Linked DNA regions of Mus musculus: regions 2, 3, 4 and 5 are each linked to region 1. The links are chromatin contacts, called in public HiCAR-type and promoter capture Hi-C maps. All regions are on one chromosome and are shown on one strand. The core of a region is the stretch at or near the end of the contact, and the rest is flanking DNA. Distances in the headings are between cores, read along the strand shown.

What was found. Promoter capture Hi-C pulls out the DNA fragments that hold promoters and counts their contacts. HiCAR-type assays count read pairs that join an accessible place to other places.
Region 2: a contact with region 1 is called in a HiCAR-type map of astrocytes, with 2.8 times the contacts expected there. The contact joins the promoter of Ift57 here to the promoter of Alcam in region 1. A contact is called at or near these places in 1 of 115 datasets of contacts at active chromatin or transcription factors (astrocytes) and 1 of 9 other capture datasets (adipose tissue).
Region 3: a contact with region 1 is called in a HiCAR-type map of astrocytes, with 2.5 times the contacts expected there. The contact joins the promoter of Cd47 here to the promoter of Alcam in region 1. A contact is called at or near these places in 1 of 39 promoter capture datasets (pre-B cells), 1 of 115 datasets of contacts at active chromatin or transcription factors (astrocytes) and 1 of 9 other capture datasets (liver).
Region 4: a contact with region 1 is called in a promoter capture Hi-C map of hippocampal neurons, with 32 times the contacts expected there. The contact joins the enhancer-like site here to the promoter of Alcam in region 1. A contact is called at or near these places in 8 of 39 promoter capture datasets (the 3T3-L1 cell line, 3T3-L1-derived adipocytes, cranial neural crest and 5 more), 24 of 484 Hi-C or Micro-C datasets (adipose-derived mesenchymal stem cells, cardiomyocytes, cerebellum and 14 more) and 12 of 115 datasets of contacts at active chromatin or transcription factors (SST interneurons, VIP interneurons, astrocytes and 9 more).
Region 5: a promoter capture Hi-C map of hippocampal neurons shows a contact between it and region 1, with 10 times the contacts expected there. The contact joins the enhancer-like site here to the promoter of Alcam in region 1. A contact is called at or near these places in 3 of 39 promoter capture datasets (cranial neural crest, hippocampal neurons and second pharyngeal arch cranial neural crest) and 4 of 115 datasets of contacts at active chromatin or transcription factors (astrocytes, embryonic forebrain, embryonic limb bud and 1 more).

The regions. Positions count from the first base shown.
Region 1 is chr16:52,451,581-52,454,459 of GRCm38.p6, forward strand. It overlaps Alcam (activated leukocyte cell adhesion molecule), which reads right to left and starts at 1,501. Exons shown (of 16, transcript NM_009655.3): 1 at 813-1,501. The coding sequence starts at 885.
Region 2 is chr16:49,697,828-49,700,706 of GRCm38.p6, forward strand. It overlaps Ift57 (intraflagellar transport 57), which reads left to right and starts at 1,467. Exons shown (of 11, transcript NM_028680.3): 1 at 1,467-1,722. The coding sequence starts at 1,511.
Region 3 is chr16:49,854,127-49,857,005 of GRCm38.p6, forward strand. It overlaps Cd47 (CD47 antigen (Rh-related antigen, integrin-associated signal transducer)), which reads left to right and starts at 1,535. Exons shown (of 9, transcript NM_001368415.1): 1 at 1,535-1,706. The coding sequence starts at 1,661. It also overlaps Gm4633.
Region 4 is chr16:54,982,579-54,985,457 of GRCm38.p6, forward strand. No RefSeq gene overlaps it. Among named protein-coding and RNA genes, the nearest start is that of Gm22977, 12 kb to the left of the region's middle. Within about 2 kb of position 1,498, at least 24 of the 459 cell types and tissues checked have an H3K27ac peak or open chromatin away from gene starts, as enhancers often do. A contact at or near this core is called in SST interneurons, VIP interneurons, cerebral cortex and 4 more, where this site is marked.
Region 5 is chr16:54,942,778-54,945,656 of GRCm38.p6, forward strand. No RefSeq gene overlaps it. Among named protein-coding and RNA genes, the nearest start is that of Gm22977, 28 kb to the right of the region's middle. Within about 2 kb of position 1,469, at least 6 of the 459 cell types and tissues checked have an H3K27ac peak or open chromatin away from gene starts, as enhancers often do. A contact at or near this core is called in hippocampal neurons, where this site is marked.

The sequences.
Region 1 (2,879 bases), core at 251-2,750:
CAAGGAATGGCAGCCAGCAGGCCAGCTGGCGGACCACGGGCCAGGGATGTCCCCTGGGGGTGAGAAAAGGGGTTCCCCACAAGATATTCTGGTTGGTGGGAATTTTGTCGTTTTTCTTTGAGGACTCTCTGTAGAAGTGAGAACTGAGGCGCTACCACTGGGTGTGGAAACCAAGAAATCCCTCGCTTTAAGGCTCGCAAACCTGACTGCTAACCCAGTCCACGCTGCGTGACTCGGCTGCCATCAACCCTACACTAGCTACCCACTAGACAATGCAGCTTCTATTTCAGTATTATTATTATTAAAAAAAAAAAGATAGTCAAAACCCTCCTTATCCCCTGCCATTCCTCCCAGGTCTTCACATTATGACCAAGAGGAAGTTACTTAGGGGATTTATCGTGACAAAGTGCCAGCAGTTATTTCACCTCAAAGCCCAGCGAAAGGAAACTGCTCTGAGTGCAGTGAATTGTACTTTGATACCAAGAGACTGGAGGGACGGTGCGGGGGAGAGAGTTCAGCAGATCTTGCCGGGGGGGGGGGGGTCCTGCACCCTCAAGCTAAGCCTCACCCAAAGTTCCTGGAGATGTGCTTAGTTTTCAATCTCGCTGCCCAAACCTGAGCAGACCAGTCAAGCCTAAAACGTGTGACACAGGTGACTGTTCCCAGGGACAGATCTGTGTCCCCCGCGCGCCTTTATGGCTCCCATACTTTGCTAAGCACACGCTAGAGCGCACAGCCCCAGGCCTCCCGGGGAACCGCCCCCGGTCCGCAACAACCACTACAGTGGGGCTGTTCAGAGGCCAAAAGCTTACCTGGTCTGAGGACCGCGGCGGAGATCAAGAGGCAGAAAACCAGACGGCAAGAAGGGGACACCTTAGATGCCATATTCCTCCTCCTAGAAGGCCACCGACAAAGTCCACGCCGCAGGAGGGGGCGTCGTCCCCGGGCCCACGGGGCCCGCTCGCTTGTGGGTCTCGCCTTAGGGGGACAGCGACTTTTTTCCAAGACACACGGTCCCCCGGGGACTGTGGCGCTGCGCCGTCGGGTCTGTGCCACACGCAACTTTCCTCCACGCGGAACCCGCAACTCCTCCCTCCCCCCCTCCACACCCTTCCTCAGTGTCTCTGGCAGCTACTCCCAGGACGGGCGACCCTCTTATTCCAGGAGACGCTTCAGTAGTCAGTCAAGGTAGACGCGGTTTCTTTTTGGATGCTGTCTTCTAGTAGTTTCTCTTCTTGCAAAGGAGAGGATAAGAAGAGTGATGAGAGTTGCACCGTGCACGGATCACCGGGAGCAGAGAAGGGTCGGCGGGGCAGCGCCGCGGGGTCCCGACGGTGGGTCTCCTCAGGTGGCAGCCGAGGCAGAGGCTGTAGCGGCGGCAGCTGGAGCAGTGGCGGCGGCCGCGGGCTCCGGCTGCTCTGAGTGGAGGACGGGAAGGCGTGTGTAAGCTGCCTGTCTCCTCCTCCCGCTCCTCCCGCTCCTCCTGCTCCTCCCGCTCCTCTCTCCCGCCCAGCTTCCTCGGCGGCAGCGCGGAGCAGGTGGTTGGAGCGCCGATCCGCAGCCTAGAGGCGCTGCAGGACCAAGTCGGAGACTGAGCAGAGCTGGCGGCCCCTGGTGGGAGAAGAGCCTGATGCCCCAGCCCCCGCGCTCTGGTGGGCGGGGCTGACATCGACTCCGCCTCCCACAGGACACGCTGGCCAATGAAGAGCGGGATCGAGAGTAGGGGGCGTGACGGGCTGGATTCGCCAGTGTCTGGCTCTTACCAGGGGATTCTCAGCGCCCCAAAGACATAGGATCTGAGATCTTTTGCTGTCCTCCCAGCCTGGCCACATAGCTGTCTTCTTGCACTCCGAAGCCCAGTCCACTGGCTCACTCCTTAGGGATTTTTCTTCTCGACGAGGGTACCGCCTTCACCTTCTGTAGAGTTGTTGGGGCGAAGAGCTCACCTTGGGTCCTCTTGGACTAGGACTGAGGAGGTGGAAAAGATGGAGATTCTCCACCCGGAGGCTCACGGAAACAGCTACTGGTGGTTGAGAGTAATTTCCCCCACTTTGAAGAGAAGGTTACTCCTTCTCGAATTCGCCGTTCTTCTGTTCCCCTAGTCCTGGCTGGCGTACACTTTATCAAAGCAAATCATTTAATCAACTATCCAGTACCGAAAAGCAGAAGAGATTTTTGTGCTCCCCCTTCGCCCCCATCTCCTTCCCGGTGAGAATTAGGACTCTAGACCATAACACACGTCGCCACACTGATTTTCAAAACGTTCTTTAAAGAAAAAAAAAGTCACGTTTACTTTTAATTAGGTGACGATTTGAAGTTACAAAACAAAATCCAGAGTTACTCAGATTAAAAACCTACGCCTCCTGGTCCTTTCCAGAAAGCCAGGCATCCAGCAGATGGACGGGGCTTCTCAGGCAATTTCAAAAGCTTGAACCACCTCCTAGGCGTAGCATCGGGAAGCCGTGTCGCTTTCAGTTCATGCAGAAAGCATAAAGGAATATTTTCCTCTAAAACACCAGGGTGGAGCTGTTGGGACCGTAAGTGGCTCTAACTCAAGATTGCAGGATCACAACTCTTAATGCCCTCAGCATAATAAAATCCTGGTCCCTGAACCACCTCGCAAGGGCATGAAATAGTCTTTGGTGCATCACAGGGTCACCCCCTGTGTGAAGCCAGTCTCCAGCAGGGAATGCTAACTAGCCTCACGGGACTTTGTCTTCAAAAGATTGGGAACCACCAGCTACTTGCAAGTGGATATGGGGGGTGTCTAAGTGTGCAGGCAGAAGCTTCGTACAGACACACACACACACACACACACACACACACACACACGAATGCGCAAGCGCACAGACAAACACAGACACGGATCTTTGAATCCC
Region 2 (2,879 bases), core at 217-2,716, 2.8 Mb before region 1:
CAAAAAGTGGGAATGGGTGGGTGGGGGAGTGGGCGGGGGACTTTTAGGATAGCATTGGAAATGTAAATGAAATAAATACCTAATTAAAACAAAAGAAATTTAAAAAAAGTTTACAGAAAAGCTGTCTGTCTCAAAGTAGTAGTTGAGGACTGATATAGAAGGTTGTCCTCTGACCTCCACCTGTGAGGCGTGCAATTACCCAGTTATCCTTGGATTTCTCATCTCCATTTTATTTTCTACATAAATCAGTAGTTTTATGTGTGTCTTTTATTTGATGAATAGCAATGTTTTTCATTTGGATACCTTTATTAGCATTAGAAACAAGGCTGATTAGAAAGAAAAACTCTTCCTTTTATCACAAGGATTTTTACAAATATGATTCAGATTTTAATTATGTCAAAAATATGATCCTGCTACATTATTTAGGGTGTGATATAAGCTGTTGATGACCCCTTAACAGGCACAGGGTTAATCAGACAAATGTTACACCTCTTGCTTCTGAGTTATCTTAAGAAGTAGCTAGGCAACTTCTCTTCGCTTCACTTCTTATCTTTAACTACAAGAAAGATTGCCTGATGCAGTACTTTATTGTAAGGATAAGTCACATCCCTGGTCAGTTATGTCTCCATGTGTTTTCTAGGTCAATACGTGCTGACATAATAGCAGAAATGTTCTTATCTAAATGTAAGTGCTACAATGCAGCACTTCCTTTCCAGATACTATATTTTGTGGGATTTCATTAGTACTCAAGAATTTAAATCTGCATGGGCTCGGAACAGATTGAGGCCAATGTGTGTGTGGTATAAATCTTTTCCCAAGCTGCCCTCTTCCAAGCAACCGCTTTCCTAATGGAGTGAGATAAGATCATTGTAAGACTTTAAGTCTTATTTAGAATATACTCGTAAGTCTAGCACTATCTAATAAGCAATTAAGTTAAGAAATAGACTAGCAGTCTTGCGGGTGGAATTTCTGAGGTAATGTGAACCTAAGGACAGCGAGTTTCACCACAACTTCCCACTTTGAGAAAATAAAACAAGAATCACTGAGCAAGCATAACCTCCAACACTCTGTTCTGCTTCGTTTCAGTCCTTTGAATTGCTACCTCGATGACCAGATGTCTGTTCATTCAGCAGCCCTGAGCAGAATACCAGATCCTGTGCTCCTCTTGGCTGTACTCAGCATGCAGCGCTAAATAGCTGGGGACCCTACGCCTTTAAGGCGCGCGGGAGAGGCGGAAGAGGTGGGGGACGATGCGCCACGCCCATAGGGCGGAGCTACCCCCTAGGCCAGGGACCAGCATGGCGTGACGTCACGTAAGAATCCAGCTTTGATTGGTGAAAATTTAGAGAGGCCGGCTGGGAGCGAAGGAGGCGGGTCTGGTTGCCGTGGTGACCGGCTGCCCTGCGGTTGCCTGGTAACGGTGGGGACTGTGCGGTCTGTGGGGTGCGGGCGGCGAAGGCTGCAGAGATCCTGGCCGGAGCCCAGCCGGGCGCTGGGGGTCTGAGCAGGGATGGCCGCCGCGGCCGCGGTGATCCCGCCGTCGGGCTTGGACGATGGGGTGTCTCGGGCTCGCGGGGAAGGCGCAGGGGAGGCTGTGGTGGAGCGCGGGCCAGGAGCGGCCTACCACATGTTCGTGGTGATGGAAGACTTAGTGGAGAAGCTGAAGCTGCTCCGCTACGAGGAGGAGCTACTCCGAAAGAGCAATCTGAAGCCCCCGTCCAGGTGCGTGCCTTGCCCCCAGCGCCGGGTGCTGGCTGGACCCCAGGGGGACGCTCCCCCTTAGGTGAGGCGAAGACCCCGCGCGGGGGTCCTTACATCCCTTCCTCTGGCTTCTGTGCTCAGGAAGGAAACTTCCGCACTGTGGAAGGTGTAGTTTTTCAGACTTGATCATTTTGTGGAGAAAGTAAACAAGTTTTGTAATGGCAGGGAGGACTGGGGAAGACAGTCTGCCCATTTTTCAAAACAGTCACGCACCGTCTACCAAACACAAATCTTGTTTTAAATATAATAAAATACCCAAAGTAGAAAGGGTAGAAAAACCTATCTCTAGCGATGAGCGCCCTTATCATTTAGATCTCTTTCTAGTTTATGTTTTCCTTTGCTAGACTTTGTAAACTAACAACTGTGAATACTTAGGACATTTCTGAGCAGCACTTGTTATGTAGTAAGTAAACTTGTGGGCTAATTACTATGGTTCAAACGACTTAGTGCTTTTGCAACAATACTCTTAGAAAATGGGAAGTGGAGAAGGCAAATGAAATAAGTGTTTGGAATGGCCCTCAATATAGGACCTAAAGTTCCCGCTTGCGGTAGTGGGGAAAGTTTGGAATATCCCCAAGGCAGAGCCTATAGTTGTCAAGAGTGATAGACAAAAGTCCCTCCTGTAATCATGGTAGCTTAGTGATAACTGTGTTCTATTGCTTTTTTTTCCCTCTAAATCCCGTGTTTGTTTTATTCTGTAAGAAGAAATTAAAGAGTTATTTATCGTACTTTCTTTTCCATCAATGGGACACATATCATTTCTCTTGGCAGTTTTAAGCTCTTACCCTCTTCCAGACAGGTCTGGAAGAATTCTTGTATAAAATCTGCCCACAATGCCAAGTTAGTCTGTAAAAGGAGAAAAATTAGAGAAGAAAGATCATCTTGATCCTGATCCATAATAGAAGTTTCTAGATTGGGATTATTATTTAAAATAAATTGGTCATAGTAATATAGATGGCCAACATTTTTGGTGGGGATAAAAGTGTTAAGTTTTTCAAATTTATCTGTCAAACAAAGGGAAAGTGGACTTACTATTAATAGTAATATTATTAACGAGCTCTTATTAATGCCTTGCTGTACTGAAACTCAAAGCTTGAGCAAGACACTTTGTACCACGG
Region 3 (2,879 bases), core at 285-2,784, 2.6 Mb before region 1:
CTCTCTTTCTCTGACACACAGACACACACACAGTTGTATACTAAGGGATGTTTGTTGAGTGCTATTCTCTGAGCGTAACAGCAATCATGTTCCTCAGAACAGTGGTGACTACTTGTGACTCTCAAGATAGGATGTGCTGACTGTGGATCTTTCCTCCAGGAAGGAGAGTGACAGGAGGGTCATTGAACCCTTACTTGAGATTCTAGCTACTTCCTCTTGCACCTCTCAGACACCCCTAAGTAGGTGCTAGAGTATGCCGACTATAGAAGGGTATCAAAAGAACGGGGAATTCATGCTGCGGTGAAATTTTTAGGTGTGGTTGCTTTCAGATCTTCTGCGCTGCTGGGTGGGAAGTAACTTATAGCAAGCTCAAGAAACCTTTTGGTCCAAGACTGACTTCGGTGGAATCCTACTTTAGTTTGTTGTTGGTACCCTATCTGGGAGGGAGTGGTTATTTCCTTAGGAAAATAATCATGAAATAAGGACACTGTCACAGCATCATAGACAGTGGCAAGTTTTATCCTGAATTGGATTGCTGCTACACTGGCTATTGAGAAGGAAATGGGGTAGAAGACTTTAAGAAGTGCAATAAATAGTGTGATAGTCTTTTAGCTCAGCTCAGAGAATATCACCCAGAATGGGCACCCATTATTACAGAGATCAAGTCCTTTTAGTCAAAGGACCTTTGCCTCAGGGTGAAGAGAGTGGCTTAGAGCTACACTTTTAAACCTATTCAAGAACTGAACTCAAACAGGTCAGAGGTCTACACAAGGATGCAGACATAAGCCAGTTTCCCAATATTGCCGATAGCGTCAAGGATCTGTTTACTCACACGGGGCCTGTCTGCCACAATCCTTGTGTCTGTCACCCTTTCTCCTTCGTGGTTTTAAACTGCTCATTATGCATGGAACTTGATTGCCCAACCCTGCTTGGGGGATGAAAACATTAGCCAACAAAGAAAGAAAAACAGATAAGGAGGTCCACTTCTGGAACAAGTCAGACCGGGGAGAGATCAGGGCCAGGGGGAGCCAGAGGGAAGGAGTTCCTCGGGGGCCAGGACCTGGTCACAGCGCCCTCTCTCCGCCCAGCCCTGCGGCTCCAGGGCTGCGCGCCTTGGGAGGGAAGATGGTGAAAGCAGAAGCAGCGCCTACACCGGGAGAGCAGGGAGGAGGAGTTGGACTGAGGTTGGGCGGCTCCGAGGTCCAGGGCGAGCTTGGCCAGAGGGAGTAGAGAGCAGCGGGGCTGCGCAGGGACGCGTGCCGTGAGTTCCGGTGAGCGTGTGTGTCCCATGCTCCCGTCTTTCAGGCCGGCCCAGGACACGAAGCCGGAAGAGAGCTGGCTGGAGGGACGGGGGCCGTGAGCAGAGAGTGCAACCCGCGCAGCCCCGGGGACAGGCTGATTCTTGGCGCTCTCCGCCGGAGCCTGCCCAGGGCTGGGTGTGAGGCTGGCGTCACGTCAACGAGCAGAGGCGGCCAGGCGGGGCGGAGTGCGCGTGCGCGGGGCGGCGAGCACGCGCGCGCGCGCACCCCCGGGCAGCCTGGGCGGCCGCTCCTGCCTGTCACTGCTGCGGCGCTGCTGGTCGGTCGTTTCCCTTGAAGGCAGCAGCGGAGGCGGCGGCTGCTCCAGACACCTGCGGCGGCGACCCCCCGGCGGCGCGGAGATGTGGCCCTTGGCGGCGGCGCTGTTGCTGGGCTCCTGCTGCTGCGGTGAGTGGCTCGGGGATCCCGGCTCTCAGGCTGGTGCGCAGCACCCAGGCGCCCCCGCAGGAGTGTGGGCTGCACCCCCGCCGGCCAGGCGGCGCCCGGAGGAGAGCAGAGAGAAGAGGAGAGGGGTGGCGGGATGCGCGGGCCCTGCGCACCCGGAGCGCCACTGTGGGAGGGCCCGGCGGGGCATCGGCGCCCCTGCCTCCTCCCTCTGCTCTCCTTCCCTAGTCCCTTTCCCCCCCGGGGAGAGCGGGCTGAAGCTCCTCACTCTCCAGTGCGCACACGTAGGAAGAACTGGGAACAACCGCAACTGTGCAAAACCCCAACTGCAAAGAAAGCGAGGGGGCAGCTGCCGCCCCCCCCATCCCCTCCTCTTGCACCCCTCTCCTTTCTCAGAGCTTTCACGCAGCATTTGGGGTTGAAGGACTAGAGTGGGAGGCCCGGGCCTCTTGTGATGAAGTGCGCATTTTGGTGAAGTCGACCAGAAAGGCTTTTTGCCCTACCGCGTAAGCACTGGAGCAGAGAGAACACGGTGGACCCAAGTTTTATTTCCCACCCAGCTTTTATCGAAGCTTTTTTTTTCTTTCCCTCCCTCTGACCGCGTATTTTTGTGGTTGTTGTTTTGAATCCTCAAAACAAGCTTCCTGGAAACACTTCTCGTGACACCCCCGCTACCCCCCTCCCTTGCCAGCACTTTAATATATTCCTTATTGTAGATTAAAGTTTTTTTTTTCCCTCTTCCTTGGAGCAAACGTATTTTAAGATTTGCCCAGATATTGCCAGTGGTCTAAAGACAGTAATTGCCAGGGATGCACCTCCTCTTTTGTAAAGTATTTTGCTGTTTATGAACGCGTACCTCCTTTGTAAAAAGCCGAGGGAAGAATAGGAATTTTTGTGACCATATACCGCCCGGCAAGCTTCATATCTGCAGATTCCTCTGCGAACTTTTGGTAAGAATCGGAACAGACTTGCAGCAGGATAACAGCAAATGTTAAATTTGTCTTAGGATGGATGCTAAATTAATTGAACCTTAAACTGATGGTTAACCTCACAATGCCTTATAAAGGCCAGTGTTTGGGATCTATTTCCAAGATGCCCTTAATACCCTGCCCACCACTTCCCTCTCCCAATCATCCTGGGTGTTGTAGCTGATAATAATAAAGACCTGTGTTATCT
Region 4 (2,879 bases), core at 248-2,747, 2.5 Mb after region 1:
TGTGGGGAAGGGGATGTCTCGGTGGGCCCATGCCAAGTCATCCCTTCCCCCCTGAGGAACCAGACACATGACGGTATAGCATGGAATACAGTTTATTTAGGGCACGGGGAGAGGAGTTAAGAGAGCAGTAGAGACAGAGAAAGGCAGAGAGAGGGAGAGAGTAGAGAAGTAGAACCCGGTCATGGCCACGTGGAGAGAGGGGAGAAGGGAATGGGGAGAAAGGGGGAGCAAGGGAGCAAGGAGCAAGATTATGAGAGTAGGAGAGGCAAAAAAGCGAGAGAGAGAGAGAGAGAGAGAGAGAGAGAGAGAGGGGGGGGCAAACAGCCCCCCTTTTTATATTGGGCCTGGCATACATGGCTATTGCCAGGTAACTGTGGGGAGGTAACTGTGGGGGTGGAGTCCTGACAGAATACTAACACACATTATTTATACCTGCTTTGGAAAATTCAGGTGAAACAAGTTTTATGTCTGCAAAGACCTAAGGTGTGGACTTCAGGGAAAGGAAAGCGTCAGCGTCCACACCACATCAGACATCTAGACAAAAGGGCTGTGGAGCAGCATACGCGAAGTGGAATATGGAGGAGGGGTTGGGTCTCTGCTCATACTAACAACGTAGGTTAAGGGTGAGACACACCCTCCGCTCATTTCAGGCATATTCCTAATAATTTTCTCCTTGTTTCTCTTCCTCTAGAAATAAAATTGACAGGACTTTTAAAATGTCTAACAAAGTACGTCTTAACAAAATGGGCAAGTTACTCCTCTTATTGACACTAAAAACTGTCTAAAGAATATGACTACAAACTCAAGATCAGAGCTGGGAGTAGCAGCCCACTGTACGCCAGCCCTGAAGAGGTTGTAAAAAGACTGACGTGAGTTCGAGGCTAGCATGTACTACATAATGCGTTCTAGGATGCTCTGTGCTATAGTTAGACTCTGTCTGGGGGAAAAGATCAAATAAATAGGAACCTAAGGAGTTTCTGAGAATACTAACTACAGGTTTGAGATCAATTCTTGACATGTCATTATATATACATAGCTTTGCAATTTAATGCGTTTTGTTTTGATGGGTAAAAATAAGATTCATATCACGACGGAAAACACTGCACAGCCCCTGAAAACCCAATATGCCGATCTACATTTATGGGAAAACCCGCCTGAAAAATGTGTCCATCTCTTGACACCTCTCTACAGCTGAGGCCCCATCTCAGGAGGAGCATACTTGAGCCAAGCTTGGTCAAACCTCACAGCATCTGATCAAGTGTATTGCCCTTGGTGCCTGGTAACCGGATACTGCAGCCAAGACAACCAACTCCGTTTTTCAATTGCAGTCCTCCTGTGAGCACCGCATGACATTCTCAACCAGCTGGTTGTCCTCTCATTTGAATAAAAGTAAAAATAGCAAACAAAGAGGGGAAGGAAAAGTGACAAGCTGAAACCTGTAAAGAGGGTGGGGGGAAAGAAGGACAGACAAGGTACAGAAAATTTGCTACAGAATGAGAAGGGGGTGGGGACCGATGTGCCCATACTGCCATCTAGTGGCCATGCCACGTGAGCCCCGCCAAAACGCTCCGAGAGCGATTTTTTTTTTTTTTTTGACTTAATAGAGAAAAGGAAATTTTGTCAAGTGGAAAGAAGACTGTTTTGAGCACCAATAAGTCCTGTCATTTGCCACCAGACTGTGTGAGGAACGGTGAAAAAACCTCATCTTGCCTGCTTGAGGCTTTGGTAGACGAGACCCTCTTTTCAATTTTTTACTTCCCAACACCACAGGGTTTTCGTATTTGTGTCATAATAATAATAAAGTTAGGGTTCTTCAGTTAGGGTTAAGTTCCAGATAAACAACTAATGATTACTTCACTGTAAGCAAGCCACATGTCTTGCAGAGAGTATACCAATATAAACAAAAAATAATTGTTGATTTGAGGTTTTGGTTTGAGGTCAAATACCTAATCAAAAATTAATTATGATGTTTCTGTTAGGACTAAAAGAAGCGGTGAGAAAAATATTAATGTTATCATTTTTGTTACTGTGACAATACTTCAGATATTGAATGATTATTTAAAAAGTAATATCTTAAGTGTGAGATTAAATTCTTAATTGATCTTTTCTACTGAATTCACATTTGTTCTGGAACACATATCTCTGAACTAAAAGTTGGTGGTAGGTAGATGAGATTTGAAAATCTCAGACATTCAAATATGCTCCCAACTAATAGCATGCATTGATTAGAAACCCATATAAATGTATTCCATTATCTGACTGTTACTAGCTCTGAGCTTATCTGTAGGTGAACACAGTAGTACAAAATGTACTTACCAAGGAAGCCTGCCCCATAAGGACAGCCTGACTTTCCATGGAAACCACTGTCTAAAAAGACCTAAGTGTCTAACGACTTCATTCTTTACTGTTAACACTTTGACTACATCACCAAGTCTTGTATTCAAGTGATTGGCTTTTTATAAAGTCGTTCTAATTTCACTTCATTTTATTTTGGTGAAGGTAAGGTTTAAGTGTCTCACTGAACAAGGTTAAAGCATTCAGCTGCATGGAGATTGGGTGGGTAGAACGATCTATATTGAAGACAGCCTATTCATCTGATGGATGGAGCAAAATCTTCCAGAAGTGTGTGTGTGTGTGTGTGTGTGTGTGTGTGTGTGTGTGTGTGTGTGTACACTTTGGATTTTTTCGCCTTGTGTCAGTCATCAATAAAAATTAAAGGGTTTCTTAATATGTGAGACAACAATGTCATTTAGTGCTAAAAATCACAATGGTAGGTCAAGGAGCACTTACCTGTAAGTTAGTAACTGACTGTATTCACTATCCTTTATCTGTCACCAAATAGAGCGGTTTTCCAGTTCCATTATTCCCTATAGGATCAG
Region 5 (2,879 bases), core at 219-2,718, 2.5 Mb after region 1:
CCAAATCTTTGGCATTGCTAAGGTTTCTTCAGATTTCAGTGAGAATAATGAAGGAAGAGTAAAACCCAGGGTGTGATAAGTCCATGAGGGTAAGTGAGAGGGGGTGTTGAGACCAGCAAGAAACAAGAAAACTAAAATACTTCCCCCATATATTCTTCTAAGCACCCCCTGGGTAGGCTTTTTTGGGATTCAGAAATTAGTTTTGGAAAATCCCTGGGGAGAAACAGCAAGTTCTCCACGTTTCAGGAACTTTGAACCTCTCTTCTGGTTTCTCTGAAAGGAGATCTGTCTCGGTGACTGCCAACTCCTAAGGCCTACCTTTCCATAGGCTTCAAACCTTGAGCTGCCTAATGGGCCAGAACACCTGTTCAGATCCCAAATATCATGTTTTAGTGACCTTTGACTTCCTCTCTTTTTAAAAAAAGTTTATGGAAATAATTAATTAAAAAAAAATCCTTAAGTTGTTCTAGATAGGTGACACATCCCAATTAGCAATTTAAATCCTGAACTTCAATCTGATACACTAAACTTCTTATTCTTTCTTTGTGCTTCTTTTTCTTTTATTGAAAATACATTCTTTTCTCACATCATATATCTTGATTACAGTTTCTCCTCCTCTTGTTCCTTCCAGTTTTCTTCCCACCTCCAATCTGGATCCACCTCCTCTCTTTCTGTCTCTCATTCAAAAAGAACAGACCCCCTAAGAAATAGTATTAAAATATAACAAAACAAAACATAATACGATAACACACTGACATTTGACAGGACAAAACCAACAGTAGGAAAACTCACAAGACTCAAGAATCAGAGGCCCATTTGTTCTCACACTTGGGAGTCCAACACTAAACTGGAAACCGTAATATATATACACAGAAGACTCGATGCAGAATTGTGCAGACCCTGTCCTTATGGCTTCAGTCTCTGTGTGTTCATATAAGCTTTGTTGACGTTGCTTTTCATTTACAAAATTCTATAACTTATTCAGTACAACCAAGAGTATGCCTTTATCTCAACAGTAAAACAAAAATAGAAGGTACCTCACAAAATCTCCCATGCTAGAATGACTGATCTTTTTCTTTTCTTTTTCCTTTTAAATAGGGAGAACAGAAAACTCATGTGATCCAAGTTTTTCTAAGGAAACTGCGAATGTCTGCCTACAACCTCTGCGCTCTTGCAAGTTGAAGTTCAGGATAATCTGAATTCAGCAGCTCTTCCTTCAGAACGGTCTTGCTGGTGATGAATTGCACAGGCAGCAGCGTACCTTCTGTGCCTTTTCATTCAGAAGGAGCAAAAGCTCTTTTATTCATCCGGAGCTGAGTCTGTGATTATGGACCAGTTAATTAAGGTGTCTGATGTGGAAGGAATGATGCCATCTTCACTTCTAGCTCCTTTGTCTTCCATATGGAAAGGGTCGCCACTTACAAATGCTGCAATTGCTGTTGTATAAAAGCTTGTTCCGAGAATTTGCTCTAAGCTCATTTCTACACCTACCACTAAGCTCCCTTGGCAACAGGGGAATATTTTAAAAGCCAGCTAAACTGAGTTATGAAATTGAATTTCCACACACTCTTATTAATAAAAGGCAGTTTTCCTTCAGCATTTTCTGAGACCCTTTTCAGCTTTTAATATTTTGATCAAATACCACTGTTAGTTATTAAAGCAAATATGGCACGGTTAGAAGACACTAGCGATTATTTATTCCCAGAACTGTCTAAGGTAAAGATTAAGTCATCCAAAGGTCTTTAGGTGCAGTGTGGAGTTGGTTCATTTTATCATTTTGATAGGTGGCTGATTCCTCTCTCACTAAATGATAACACTCCACCCTTTATTTTGATCAATTAAATGTTATACTTGGTCAAAACTTAGAACTTACTGAAATGAGCACCATCTAGTTTATAACACTTTATAACAAAAGTTCAGCCATAATCTTTGAATCTTTTATAAAGAGACAAAAAGAAAAGAAATACAATACCATGCTTCTATTGATCTAGGAGAAACTTGTTCATGCCAGATATAAATAGACACATATACTTCATCTACAAAAATAAGTGGCAATTACATTAATATTGACAAAAATAAATTGCTTTTCAAGCAGAGAAGCACAGGATGTAAAATGGCACCTATGATGTATAGCACACGAACTCAAAACTTTAGACCTAGTACATAGGATATGTCTGCTGAATTATAAAATGCCTTTACTACCTGGAGATCAAATGCCAGTAAGTATTTAAGATCATCAATATCCCCATCGTTAATATGTGCTTTTGAGAGCATTAACTAGTGAGTGTAGTATTTCATTTATGACCACTCTGAATCTGATTGCTTTATATCATTCTTAGGCTCTAAGAGAGGAGGAGGAGGAAGCTTGGGGAGGTAGCTTAGTGTGAATAGGAAATGCAATGTTTCTGATACTATTTGTCCTCTCTGTGACCTTGAGGAACTCTCATGAAGTCTTAAGGTCTAACACAGACCTTAGCAATAATGAATCCAGAATCGCATCCCTCCAGAGTCATGTGCACTCATCTAAGACCAGGTCTAGAAATTTATTCACACCATTTCTGATCTCGCTCTCTCTTTTTTTTTCAAATGCAAAGGTCAATTCTCAATTACTTTTTAAATCAAATTGACAGTTTCTGATCCAAACCTTTTAACACGTACTAGACACTGGTACCATTTCTCTCTTTCTAAAGCCAGGTTCATTAAGATCACAGACAGTCACAGTCATTGCCATTTTCATGAGAAAGTCTCTACGGTGCTTCATAGCTATGCCGAAATGTAAAGTGATAAATCTGTTTTTCAGAAAGTGAGTCCATGAGATGTCTTCAGGCCCAGCAGATCTTTGTCAGAATTCTTTACATCCTCTCTTAGGTGCCTGGAGG